Regions from separate parts of the Pan troglodytes genome. Here region 1 is linked to region 2. Evidence: chromatin contacts called from public capture Hi-C data. All regions are on one chromosome and are shown on one strand. The core of a region is the stretch at or near the end of the contact, and the rest is flanking DNA. Distances in the headings are between cores, read along the strand shown. Region 1 has its middle 31 kb from the start of BCL10. Region 2 overlaps DDAH1 (dimethylarginine dimethylaminohydrolase 1).

Region 1 (5,987 bases), core at 1,212-3,711, 260 kb after region 2:
AAAACTTAGTGATAAATTTTCATAACCTCAGAATTGCCACTTACATATGACACCAAAAGCACAAGCAACAAAAGAAAAACTAAATTGAACAACATCAAAATTTAAAACTTGTGCTTCAAAAGACACTGTCAAGAAAAGGAAAGACAGGCACGGTAGTGCACACCTATAGTCTCAGCTTCTCGGGAGGGTGAGGCAGGAGGATCCCTTGAGCCCAGGAGTTCGAGGCTGCAGTAAGCTATGATCTCACCATTGCACTCCAGCCTGGGTGACAAAGTGAGACCCCATCTCTTAAAAAACAAACAACTGAAAAGATAACCCACTGAACCAGAGAAAACATTTGCAAATTATATATCTGATAAGGGACTTCTATCTAAAATACATAATGAACTCTTACAGCTTGATAATAGAAAAGACAGTTTGAAAACAGGCAAAGGATCAGAGACATTTTTCCAAAGAAGATATACAAATGGCCAACAGCCACATGAAAAAGATGTTTGACATCATCAGTCATCAGGGATGTGCACATCAAAATCACAATGAGATATCACGTCATACCCACTAGAATGGCTAGAATCAGAGTCAGGTAATAGCAAACATTGGTAAGGAGGTGGAGAAATCATACCCTCCTGATGAGAATGTCAAATGCAGCCACTGTGGAAAACACTCTGGCAGTTCCTTAAACACCTACACATTGAGTTACCATATGATCCAGCAATTCCACTCCCTGGAATATACCTAAGAGAAATGAAAGCATATGCCCCCACCAAGGCTTGTACATGAATGTTTACAGCAATTATTTAAAATAACCAAAGGGTGCAAACAACCCGTGTATACCAACTAATGAATGGATAAATGAAATGGATGCCAACTGATGAACAGATGAACAAAAATATCCATACAACGGGATATTATTCAGGTGTAAAAAGGAATGAAGTACTGAACATGCTTCAACATGAATAAACCTTGAAAACATTATGCTAAGTGAAAGAAGCCAGTCACAAAAGACCACATATTATATGAAATGTCCAGGATAAGTAAATCTGTAGAGACAGAAAATAGAATAGTGATTGCTTTGGAGGGGAGGGTGCAAGGAGGGAGGAGAGGGAGGAAAAGGGAGTGATAACTAAGGGTAGAGGGTTCTTTTTGTGGTGATGAAAATTGATGTGGTTATCGTTGCATATATCTGTGAACATGCATAAAATCATTGAATTGCACATTTTAAATGGGTGAAGTGTTTGGTATATGAATTATATCTCAATAAAGCTGGTTTTTAAAATGACAGCAATAATTCTCTTTGTCCTCTTCATATCTCAAAGGGTGGTTGGGAACATCAAATGAGAGGATTTATATAAAAGTACTTGGTACTCTATGCAGTGCTATACAAATGTAGCCTATTATAGTATTGAATGGGATTAATCAGCTTTTCACCAGCACCTGTCAGTACAAAACTCCGAAGCTGCCATTCCTAAAACTACCTTCGCCCCCAATTAGAATTCCTTTTCTTTAGTGGTTAAAACTCATTGACAGAGCCCAACCCTTGAAATAGTGCTGCGTAATAATTGTTTATGGAATGCTTCTTACCTTCATAGCCTTTAGAAAAAAAGAAAATAACGTTTCTTTTATATGTTTTCCTAAGACTCAACTCAAGTGTGTGTAATTACCACACATACCAAGCTCCTCATTATGTCAGCCCTGGAGCCCACGTGGCCATTATAATAATTTGCTAACTGGCAATTGTTCCTTTCTTCTCACAGTCCCAACCCCAGTCTTACATTTTGGCCATTGCTCTGCCCTTCTGAACTGGGGTGAATAGCAGTGTGAAGGCAAAGGGGATGAGAATGAAATATGCTCCAAGTGGCAAGTTTGAGAGTAGTATAGACAGAAGCTGGTCCTTGGCCAGGTGAGCCTATGAGTGCAACACCAACGCAGCATTTACACCTGGGACAAGGAGGGGCGGAACAAGTCCCCTATGCAAAACTGAGGCCCAGAGAGACTCAGTCACCAGGAAAAGTCACACCGCTAGTGGGTGTGGTACTAGGGCTCAAACTCTGTGTTTGGCAGCATTACTCTACACCGCCCATTGAAAAACAGGTGCCCTACGAAAGTTCCAAAATTACTGCACATCAAAGTATCTTCAAAATGTATAAAATGTTTCCTACCTCTGCTTTTCCATATGAATGCCGATCCGACAGTGCATGTTGCCCCTTTTCCCCAGAGGCATCTTTTGATTTAGCCTCAAAAACAAAGGAAATCCGAATATCCATGTTTGCCGACCTTAGCTTTTGCAGAAAAATTGTGGAGTAACAGCGCCCTCGGGTGAGTCACTCGCGTTTTCTCAGCCGGCCTTTGAGCGCGGAGAAGTGGGGCTAAGAATGCCGCCGCTGCCCCCTGGTGGGCTTTGGACGCCTGGGCCCTCCTTACTGAGTAAAGGGCGTCTTCCCAGGATCTGCCTGCCTATGGGCCCGCGGAGTCACCTGGGAGACCCATTCCCAGTCCTGGCCTAGGCAGATCCTGAGGCGTGGCCTCTCCCACCTCAGCTGAAACCAATTAGCTGAAACCAAAATTGGAATCAAAGCCCTTGGCAGGGGGTGTTTTAAGATCCACACACGCTGGGACCTGGGAAGGCCTGAAGGCTTCGTGGCCAGAATCCCCTGCTGCCACCTATCTCTGGGCCCAAGCCTATGTTTCCTCCCCTGGAGCAGCGGCTCTTTAGCTAAGGGATTGTTCCCTTTTTGGAAAAAAAAAAAATCACCAAGCTCTAGGGTTGAGGTATGGGTAGCAACACTCTAATTAGTTATTTATATCTTAGTGTGAAATACGTTCATCTGACCCTTACCTGGTAGCAGGTGTTTCAGGGGAAAAGAAAGAATCTAAGAATAATGAGAGCCTACAGTAGGCAGGGAAGGCAAGGGGAGAGAAAGGGAGAAGAAAGGGAGGAACGGCAATGGGGAGGGGAGGACAAGGGAAGGGAAGCGAGGGGAAGTGAGGGGAGAGGAGGGAAGGAGAAAGGAAGGGAGGGAAGCAGAGGACAGAGGAGGAGAGAGGAGAGGGGTGGGGAGGAGGCCAGCTAGACCCTTCTGCAGTCTCACTCAGTCCTCATTGCCCTAGTCTAGGCTTCAAATGCGTAAAGAATTTGCAAGTGCACTCTTGTTCAATTCGCAAGACATTTCAGGGCTCCCACGGACTCCCACCATTGCTTAGTGTATTACTCTGAGTTCTCCAGAGAAACAGAACCAGAACCAATAGAAAAAATATATATCTCATATATATGAATTACTATATATGCAATATATATGACTTACTATAAGGAATTGGCTCATGGGATTATAGAGGTTGACAAGTCCCAGATCTGCTGTCAACACACTGCAGATCCAGGAGAGATGATGGTGTAAGTTCCAGTTCAAATCTGAATGCAGAGGAAGACCAATGTCTCAGCCCAAAGGCAGCCAGGCAGAAAAAGAAAATCCATCCTTACTCAGCCTCTCAGTCTATTCAGGCCTTCAACAGACAATAAAGTCCACTCACACTGGGAGTGGGAGGGCTCTGTTTTCCTCAGTCCACTCATTCACAGGTGATCTTAACCAGAAACACCCTCATAGACACACACAAAATCACCTTAATCAAGTATCTGGGCACCCCATGGCCCAGTCAAGTGCACACATGCAATTACCCTCCCATTTGGCAGTAGCAGCACCTGTCGGCCACGCTACCTTCTGGTTGCTTGTGCCAGGCTGCTCTCCCACTAGACAGTAGAGGCTGAGGGCAGAAACAGCCTTTTCTAGCACAAGATCCCGGTATCTAGCACAAGAACTAACACAGGAAATGGTAAGTGCTCAGGATGTTTTAAAACTGCAAAAATGGACAAATGAACAAATGCACATACCTGGGCCCAATATAAAGAAAATATAGGCCAGGCACAGTGGCTCATGCCTGTAATCTCAGCACTTTGGGAGGCCAAGGCAGGTGGATCACTTGAGGTCAGGAGTTCGAGACCAGCCTAGCAACATGGCGAAACCCTGTCTCTACTAAAAATGCAAAAAGCAGCCGGCCATGGTGGTGCACACTTGTAATCTCAGTTAGTTGGGAGGCTGAGGCAGGTGGATCACTTGAATCCGGGAGGCGGAGGTTGCAGTGAGCCGAGATTGCACCCAGCCATATAGTAGTTGTCTCATTATACATCTATGTCCTTTATAGAGGACAGTGAGCTCCTTGAGTTAGGAGCCAAGTAGGTCACTGCATCCCCAGTGCTAAGTATGATGTTTGACACATAGTTGGTGCTCAGTAAATATTTGGTGACCCAGAGATGAATAGACCAATCAGTGAGGGAGAGAATGAAGCCAGCCAGCTGTCTCCCCAGAGATGGGGCGGGCTCAGATTCTCATTTGGAGCTAACTAAGAGTTACTCTTACCTGTGGTCAGGATCAGAGACAGGCTTTTACAAACTGGTATCCTGATATTCTCTTCAAACAGATTTGAGAAACCTTTGTAAAATTCCAATCTTGCTGCCTGTCACCACAGTTATCCAGAAACTGTCAAAAGCAATAGGACTCCTTGGGGGGAAAGCCAGGAAGGCTGTACAATTACTGCTGTCTGTCAGGAGACTATGACAGCACCTTGGGCCCTTCCAGGGGCGGATGAAAGTTCTGATTTCTTCCTACTGGAGGTAAAAACAAGAAAAAAAAAAGTTCTGATTAGGTGGACTCTGTCTCACCTAGCAAGCCTGCTGGGCTGACTGGAGAGCTGCCCTAATGCTGGGAGACAGGTTTCCAGAACAATCTGGAGCAGAGTGAAGAGATCCGGCTCGACTTAATTGTACTTACCTACTAAAAAGTCTCTGCTGCTCAGAAAATGCAAGAAAGAGAAATCTACCTTTTGGGTTTCTGTGCCTCAGTTTTGCTTGTAAAAATATTAACAATGGGCCAGGCGCGGTAGTTCATGCCTGTAATTCCAGCACTTTGGGAGGCTGAGGTGGGCAGATCATATGGTCAGAAGAGCAAGACCATCCTGGCCAACATGGTGAAACCCCGTCTCTACTAAAATACAAAAAGTTAGCCAGGCGTGGTGGTGCGTGCCTGTGGTCCCAGCTACTTGGGAGGCTGAGGTAGAGGAATCGCTTGAACCCTGGAGGCAGACGTTGCAGTAAGCCAAGATCGCGCCACTGCACTCCAACCTGGGCGACAGAGCGAGATTCTGTCTCAAAAAAATAAAATAAAATAAAATAACGAAGGCCCCAGGGAGAGTCACAGGCAAGTGAAGAGAAGCTGTTGGGTAGGTACAGAGCTTTCACAGAAGCTTAGGGAGCACAGCAACCCCCAGCTCCTCAGGTGGGAGAGAAAAGCAAACCTCTGGTTAGCCAAGTTTTCTGCCAGCTCACAGAGACCGTACTGGGTAGCAATGAAGATGTGGGACCTAGAATCAGAGCTGCTCTCAAATCCTGGCTCTGTCATTTACTTGCTTGGCCCATTACTGTGGTAGCACCAAAGGGAAGCTTGGAAGGATGTTAAACAGCTGTGACCTCCATGAGTTCCCAAGCTGTCCCAAGTGATGATAATAATCATCATCGTGATGGACAGTTCTCACACTTATGTAAAGTATAAATATAACCATATGAGAATTTTTTGGTATTTTTTATCACAATCTAAGTTAATATGTGTGCTTTTCATGCAAACACAGCATCAAGGCAATTCCCTGAGCAATGCCCCCACCACCCCATCACCACGATAAACCCCTCCTCTATGTGAATTCTGGAGCCAACACTGGCAAATCTCCATTCCTCTCTAAACCTTGGTTTTCTTCTCTGTTACAGCAATAAAGGCTAATATAGTTATTGAGTACTTTCTGTTTGCCAGGCACTGAGCCAGATGTTTTTATGTTAATTATCCCATTTAATCCTTACAACAACAGTATGAAGTAGGTCCTTACCATTCTGTGCTTCAGTTTCTCAAAAGATAGAGACAATAATACCTACCTCCTGGGATTGGAGTGGG
Region 2 (5,840 bases), core at 294-2,793:
TTAAAATTTCCAAGGCTCTGGAAAATGTCTTTGGGAGAATTAGAAAGTGTAGTCTATATGCTAAAGCATTGCAGACCCAGAAGATAGATGATTCAGTTCATTCTAATAAACATGACATGTATGGCATGCTGCATGCTAGGCAGCAATGCAAAGAGGAATAATATATGGACTTTGCTTCATGGCTCTAGCTGCCTAGGGGAGATGCAGATGCTTAAACAGATAATACAATACTGTGGATTAAAGCTCTAGAAGCCGTGCAGCTTTGGGAGTACAGACAAGGGATGTCCAACTCTGAGTCTCACCCTTTAAAGATGTGAGGTCTTGTTAGTGTGTATATTTTTATGGATGAGAGGGATTGGGCACAGTTATTCCCTAACATACACATTCCCTTTGAAGCTGGGGACTGCAAGGAATGTGCACATTCCTGAGAGATTAGAAAACATCTAAAAGTGAGAACTTTCAGGTGAGCCTCTTAAAATGCATTGATTACAGATGGGACCGACCCTTTGGGTGCTATTGAAAATTCTTATTATTATGGATCCTTCTTTCAGAAGGGGAAAGAGAAGGGAAGTGACATTTACAGGGTACCGCCATGGGCCAAACGCCTTACAGGTTCATGTTCAGGGGAGCCCTCTGAGATGAGCTTTTTGACATCTTTCTAAGCTTAGGGAATGAAGGCTCAGAGAAGTTAAGCAACTTGTCCAGGATCAAACAGTTAGAATGTGACCAAACAAGGATTCTAATCCAGGCCTGTCTGACTCCAAGTTCCGTCCTTTTTCTACATTTCTGCTACACAGTCCTAATTCCTTGAGTTTTCACTCCCTGTATGAGTGTTTGCCATTTTTCTCTCTTTTTTTTTTTTTTGTTACCACCACTTCGCCTTTATAGAGCCAGCCCTTTACACGTTCCTTAGCACTTTCAGGTGCACTGATTTGAAGTCTTTGAGCCACTGATGACTCTAGCTTTTAAAAGGAGGTACAGATTAAAGTGAATGGGATCATTGCCATCACGTGAACATTCCTGTCACCATCAGTTTGATCAGAGAACAGGCATGGTGATAGCCTGCACTTATCTTTGCTTCTTTGCTAGGCACTGGGCAGAATGATTTAGACATATGGAATCTCTGTTTTCCAGGGACAGATGACAGATTCCAGAGGAAATGGTGCAGTATAATTAAAAATAACTAAGGAAGTATGATTTTCTTATTTTGTGTTTGAAAAATGGTTGGGAGTTGCCACGGGCAGTCTGAGGCTGCACTAGAGTACTATGCTGTAACCTGGAAGACTGCTTTGAGAAGGAAGTTAGATGACTATATGAAGAAGGTGTTAGATAAGTGCACTGAGATGTGTGTGTGTGTGTGTGTGTGTGTGTGTGTGTGACAGTGTGTGTGCTGGAGAAGGGAGGTTAAGGATCAAAGGTATGGAATAAGCAAGGGAGAGAAGGCTCAGAAACAAAAATAGAAAATATCAGGCATCAGGAGAAGAAAGGCTGAACTCTTTGTAGAGGCTTTGAGGCCACGTGGTAGCAAGAAAGAATGCAGGGGTCAGAGGGTACACTTGCTATGGTGCGACTCAGGTTAACCACCTAATCTCACGGGGCCTCAGTCTCGTCGGTGGTAAAACAGAAATAATAATATCTCAAGAATTATTGGGAGGATTGAATGAAGTCTTGTTTCAGCTCTCCAGAAACTGAGATGTGCCCTACAAATGTTTGTGATCAGCGTCAGCTTGGTTTAAATCTGAAGCTCCTGGAGAGCCTTTGGGAGGGGAGGGTCACATTCTGTGGTGAATAGAGAAAGTCAGCAGTCACTGTGAGCATGGGGTATAGCGAGTGATAAGGAAGAACTGACTTAGCAAGACTAGGTTGTGGAAACAAGAGAAGCTGAAGAGCAACCGTGAATTAGGACATTCTCATGGATTCATTTCTTGTTATCACCACTGATCCAGACTCCCTCCACCTTTCTTTCCTCTGGGCTTCCTGCACTTTCATTGCTCTGCTATTTTGAATAGAGGAGAAGTCCTTGAGTCCCAGTTCAGGAGAAGCAACTAGAAAGGGCCAGCGTGCATAGCTGGGCCATCCTGCAAATGCTTTTTCCAAGAGCTGCAACCCTGAAAACTGGGGCCAGAGAAGGAGGTGGAGGACGAAGATGGGGTTGGAAACAAACTCAGGGAAAACTTCTGAAGTGACAGAAAGTGAGAATTGAGACAATTTCTGCCTGAAATCACCTCTCCAGCTATTAGTCATTAACCCACCTGGAACCAAATGCAGTTAATTTAGCACCATGTTGGAAAGCTTAGAACATGAACCACATCCTAGGGCCAGGTTTTGATCCTTTGTAAAGGCTTCTCTTTTGGAACACAATTTGGTGTCAGTACACAGGAACTAACAAGTGTGCTGAGTTGTGAGTCATCAGCAGTCTGCTTTCCTCCAGAACATCATGGGAAAAGAATGGGCAGACTGCTTCAGATAAAACCTGGACCCACTCAAACTCTTACTGTAGACTGGAAACAAAACAAATTGACTTTAAAAAGAATGTTTTAAAAATCTGATTGAACTCAGAAAGGAGACCTAAGCCTCTGTTCTTTGGTTTCAATGTGGATCTGAAGTCTTGTTTTGTTTACTGTTCAGTCTTCGGGCAATTGCATCAGGTGTTATTTACAACTCAGTAGATTCTTGGGGAGTTCACACAGGCCTTTTAAAGCACATTTGTGAAATGATTGCACCATACTAGGGTTTGGGGATACAAAGATGACAGATGTGTTCCCTGACTTTGAGGACGACACAGTCTAGAGGAGAGCTTGCATAAATAGTGTGTATATAATGAGTGACTTCATAAAGGTACAGTATACATGAGCTGCTTTAGGAGCCCTGCCTGAACACTGCCCCACACTGGGGTGAAGTCTTCTTGTCACACTGGATGGTGCTGCTCTTGAGACTTCCAGAGCTCCCTCCATAAAGCTTGGAAGGGCAAGCTGTGTTTTTCTCTGCTTGGATATAATTTATTATGCTTTGGACATAGTATCAGCAAAGACTTGAGGATCCTTTAATAAGGATCCTTTAATTATGAACTCTCATTCATAAGGAATTGCATATTTTTATTTTAAATGTCTTTGCACTTCCCTTTGGTAAGCAATCTAGGGTTCCTAATGTGCATAGCCTTTTGGGTAAACGTGTGTCTTCTGGTGTTCTAATGATAGCTAGTGAATGTGTGAATTATATTCTTGGCCTTACTTGAAATGATGCGAGGTTTCTGTTGTATAGTGTTAAAGGTGAGCCTGATTATTTGAAGCCCTTCCCTAGGCAGTGGGCACAGTGGATAAGAAGGGAAAGCATATTGGGTAAAATGACAGTGCTCCAGGATTCCATTACATTTAGTGGCATTTTGGGATATTGTTTTATTTGATTCCACTGTTGTTCATGATATGCCATCTGTCTTTATTTCCTTTCCTTTGTTTGCTTTGGGTTTAATTTTCTCTTATTTGTCTAGTTTCTTAATATGGAAGCTGAGGTCACTGGTTGAAAACATTTTCTCTCTATTATAAGCACTTAATGCTATAAATTTCCCTCTACTCCTGCTTCAGCTGCATCCCACATATTTTGACATGTTTTTATTTTTAATCTGTTTAAAAGACTTTCTAATTTCCTTTTTGATTTTTTTTGACTCAGGTTATTTAGAAGTGTGTTATTTAGGATATTTGGATATTTTCCAGGTATGGTTCTGTTATTTATTTCTAGCTTCATTTTATTGTGGTCAGAAAATAAACTGTGTTTAACTTGAATTCTTTTATACTTCTTGAGACTGGTTTTATGACCCAGAATATAGTCCATCTTGAAAAGAATGTCTAGTCTACTATTGTGGGTGGAGTGGTCCATACATGTCAGTTAGGCAAAATTGTTTGATAGTGTTGATTTTTTTGTCTACCTATTCTTTGGATAATTGAGAGAGGAATATTGAAATCTCCAACTACAATTATGAATATGTCTATTTTTCTTTTTAGTTCTGTTAGGTTTTGCTTGATGTATTTTGAACTTCTGTTGTTAGATGGATAAACATTTAGAATTGCTATATCCTCTGGATAAATTGACTCATCTGTGATTATGAAATGACTCTTTCATTTCATAATTAGTCTGTTTTCACGCTGCTGATAAAGACATACCTGAGACTGGGCAATTTAAAAAAGAAAGAAGTTTATTGGACTTACAGTCCCACATGGCTGAAGAGGCCTCACAATCACAGTGGAAGGCAAAAAGGAGCAAGTCACATCTTACATGGATGGCACCAAGCAAAAAGAGAGCTTGTGCAGAGAAACTCCCATTTTTAAAACCATTGGATCTTGTGAGACCCATCACTATCACAAGAATAGCACGGGAAATACCCGCCCCCATGATTCAATCATCTCCCACCAGGTCCCTCCCACAATACGTGGGAATTATGGAAGCTACAAGGTGAGATTTGGGTGGGGACACAGAGCCAAACCATATCATTGATGGTTAATTTTATGTGTTAAATTTGACAGGGCTACAGGGTCCCAGATGTTTGGTTGAACATTCTGAGTGTGTCTGTGTGGGTGTTTTTGGATGAGGTTAACATTTGAATCAGTAGACTGAGTAAAGCAGATGGTGCTCTCTGATGTGGGTGGGCCTCATCCAATCAGCTGAAGGCCTGAATAGAACAATAAGACTGACTCTTCTGTATGAGGTAATTCTTCCTACCTGATTACCTTTGAGCTGAGATGTGAGGTTTCTTCTGCCTTCAGTCTCAGTCTGACACATTGATTCTTTGTAGGTTTCAAGCCTGCTGGCCTTCAGGCTGGAACTACACCATCAGCTCTCCTAGGTCTCCAGCATGCCAACTACAGATCCTGGGGCTTGTCAGCCTCCATACTCACATAAGCCAATTCCTTATAATAAATCTCTCTCTACTTCTACACATACACACACATACACACATGTACACACACACACACACACACATATATACATACATACATTTTTCTGGTTCTGTTTCTTTTGGAGAACCATAACTAATCTAATACAATTTCTTTATCCCTAGTAATATTCTTTGTTCTGAAATCTAATCCCTATTCTAGTTTTCTTTTGATTAGTATTTATATGCTATTTGAAAAATCCTTTTGCTTTTAACCTACTTGTGTCTTTATATTTAAATTAGGTTTCTTATAGTTTGGGTTTTGCCTTCTTATTCAATGTGACATTCTCTACTACTTCATTTTTCTTTCTATTTTTTTTTTTTTTTTTTTAGATGGGGTCTCGCTCTGTCACCCAGGCTGGAGTGCAGTGGTGCGATCTTGGCTCACTGCAACTGTCACCTCCCAGGCTCAAGCCATCCTCCCACATCAGTCTCCTGAGTAGCTGGGACTACAGGTGTGCACCACCACACCCAGATAATTTTTTTGTAGAAATGAGCTCTCACTATATTGCCCAGGCTGAACTCCTGGGCTGGAGCAATCTACCCATCTTGACCTCCCAAAGTGCTAGGATTACAGGCATGTGCCACCTCACATGGCCCATTCTCTACTTTTTAATACTGTCTACCTTTTCTTCCTTTTGGGGATTGAATTGTTTTATTCTGGTGTATTTCCTTTTTTATTGGCTGACGAACTATAACTCTTTGTTGTTGGTTTTTTGGTTTTTGGTTTTTTTTTTTTTTTGAGACAGAGTTTTGCTCTTGTTGCCCAGGCTAGAGTGCAATGGTGTGATCTCGGCTCACTGCAACCTCCGCCTACTGGGTTCAAGTGATTCTCCTGTCTCAGCTTCCCGAGTAGCTGGGATAACAGGCGCGTGCCACCACACCCAGCTAATTTTTGTATTTTTAGTAGTCA

What was found. Capture Hi-C pulls out chosen DNA fragments and counts their contacts.
Region 1: a capture Hi-C map of stem cell-derived neural stem cells shows a contact between it and region 2, with 4 times the contacts expected there. The contact joins two enhancer-like sites. A contact is called at or near these places in 1 of 7 Hi-C or Micro-C datasets (stem cell-derived neural progenitor cells), 1 of 1 datasets of contacts at active chromatin or transcription factors (stem cell-derived excitatory neurons) and 1 of 1 other capture datasets (stem cell-derived neural stem cells).

The regions. Positions count from the first base shown.
Region 1 is chr1:145,761,695-145,767,681 of NHGRI_mPanTro3-v2.0_pri, forward strand. No RefSeq gene overlaps it. Among named protein-coding and RNA genes, the nearest start is that of BCL10, 31 kb to the right of the region's middle. Within about 2 kb of position 2,462, at least 7 of the 24 cell types and tissues checked have an H3K27ac peak or open chromatin away from gene starts, as enhancers often do. A contact at or near this core is called in stem cell-derived neural progenitor cells and stem cell-derived neural stem cells, where this site is marked.
Region 2 is chr1:145,499,723-145,505,562 of NHGRI_mPanTro3-v2.0_pri, forward strand. All of the region lies in intron 1 of DDAH1 (dimethylarginine dimethylaminohydrolase 1), which reads left to right. Among named protein-coding and RNA genes, the nearest start is that of DDAH1, 9.5 kb to the left of the region's middle. Within about 2 kb of position 1,544, at least 4 of the 24 cell types and tissues checked have an H3K27ac peak or open chromatin away from gene starts, as enhancers often do. A contact at or near this core is called in stem cell-derived neural progenitor cells and stem cell-derived neural stem cells, where this site is marked.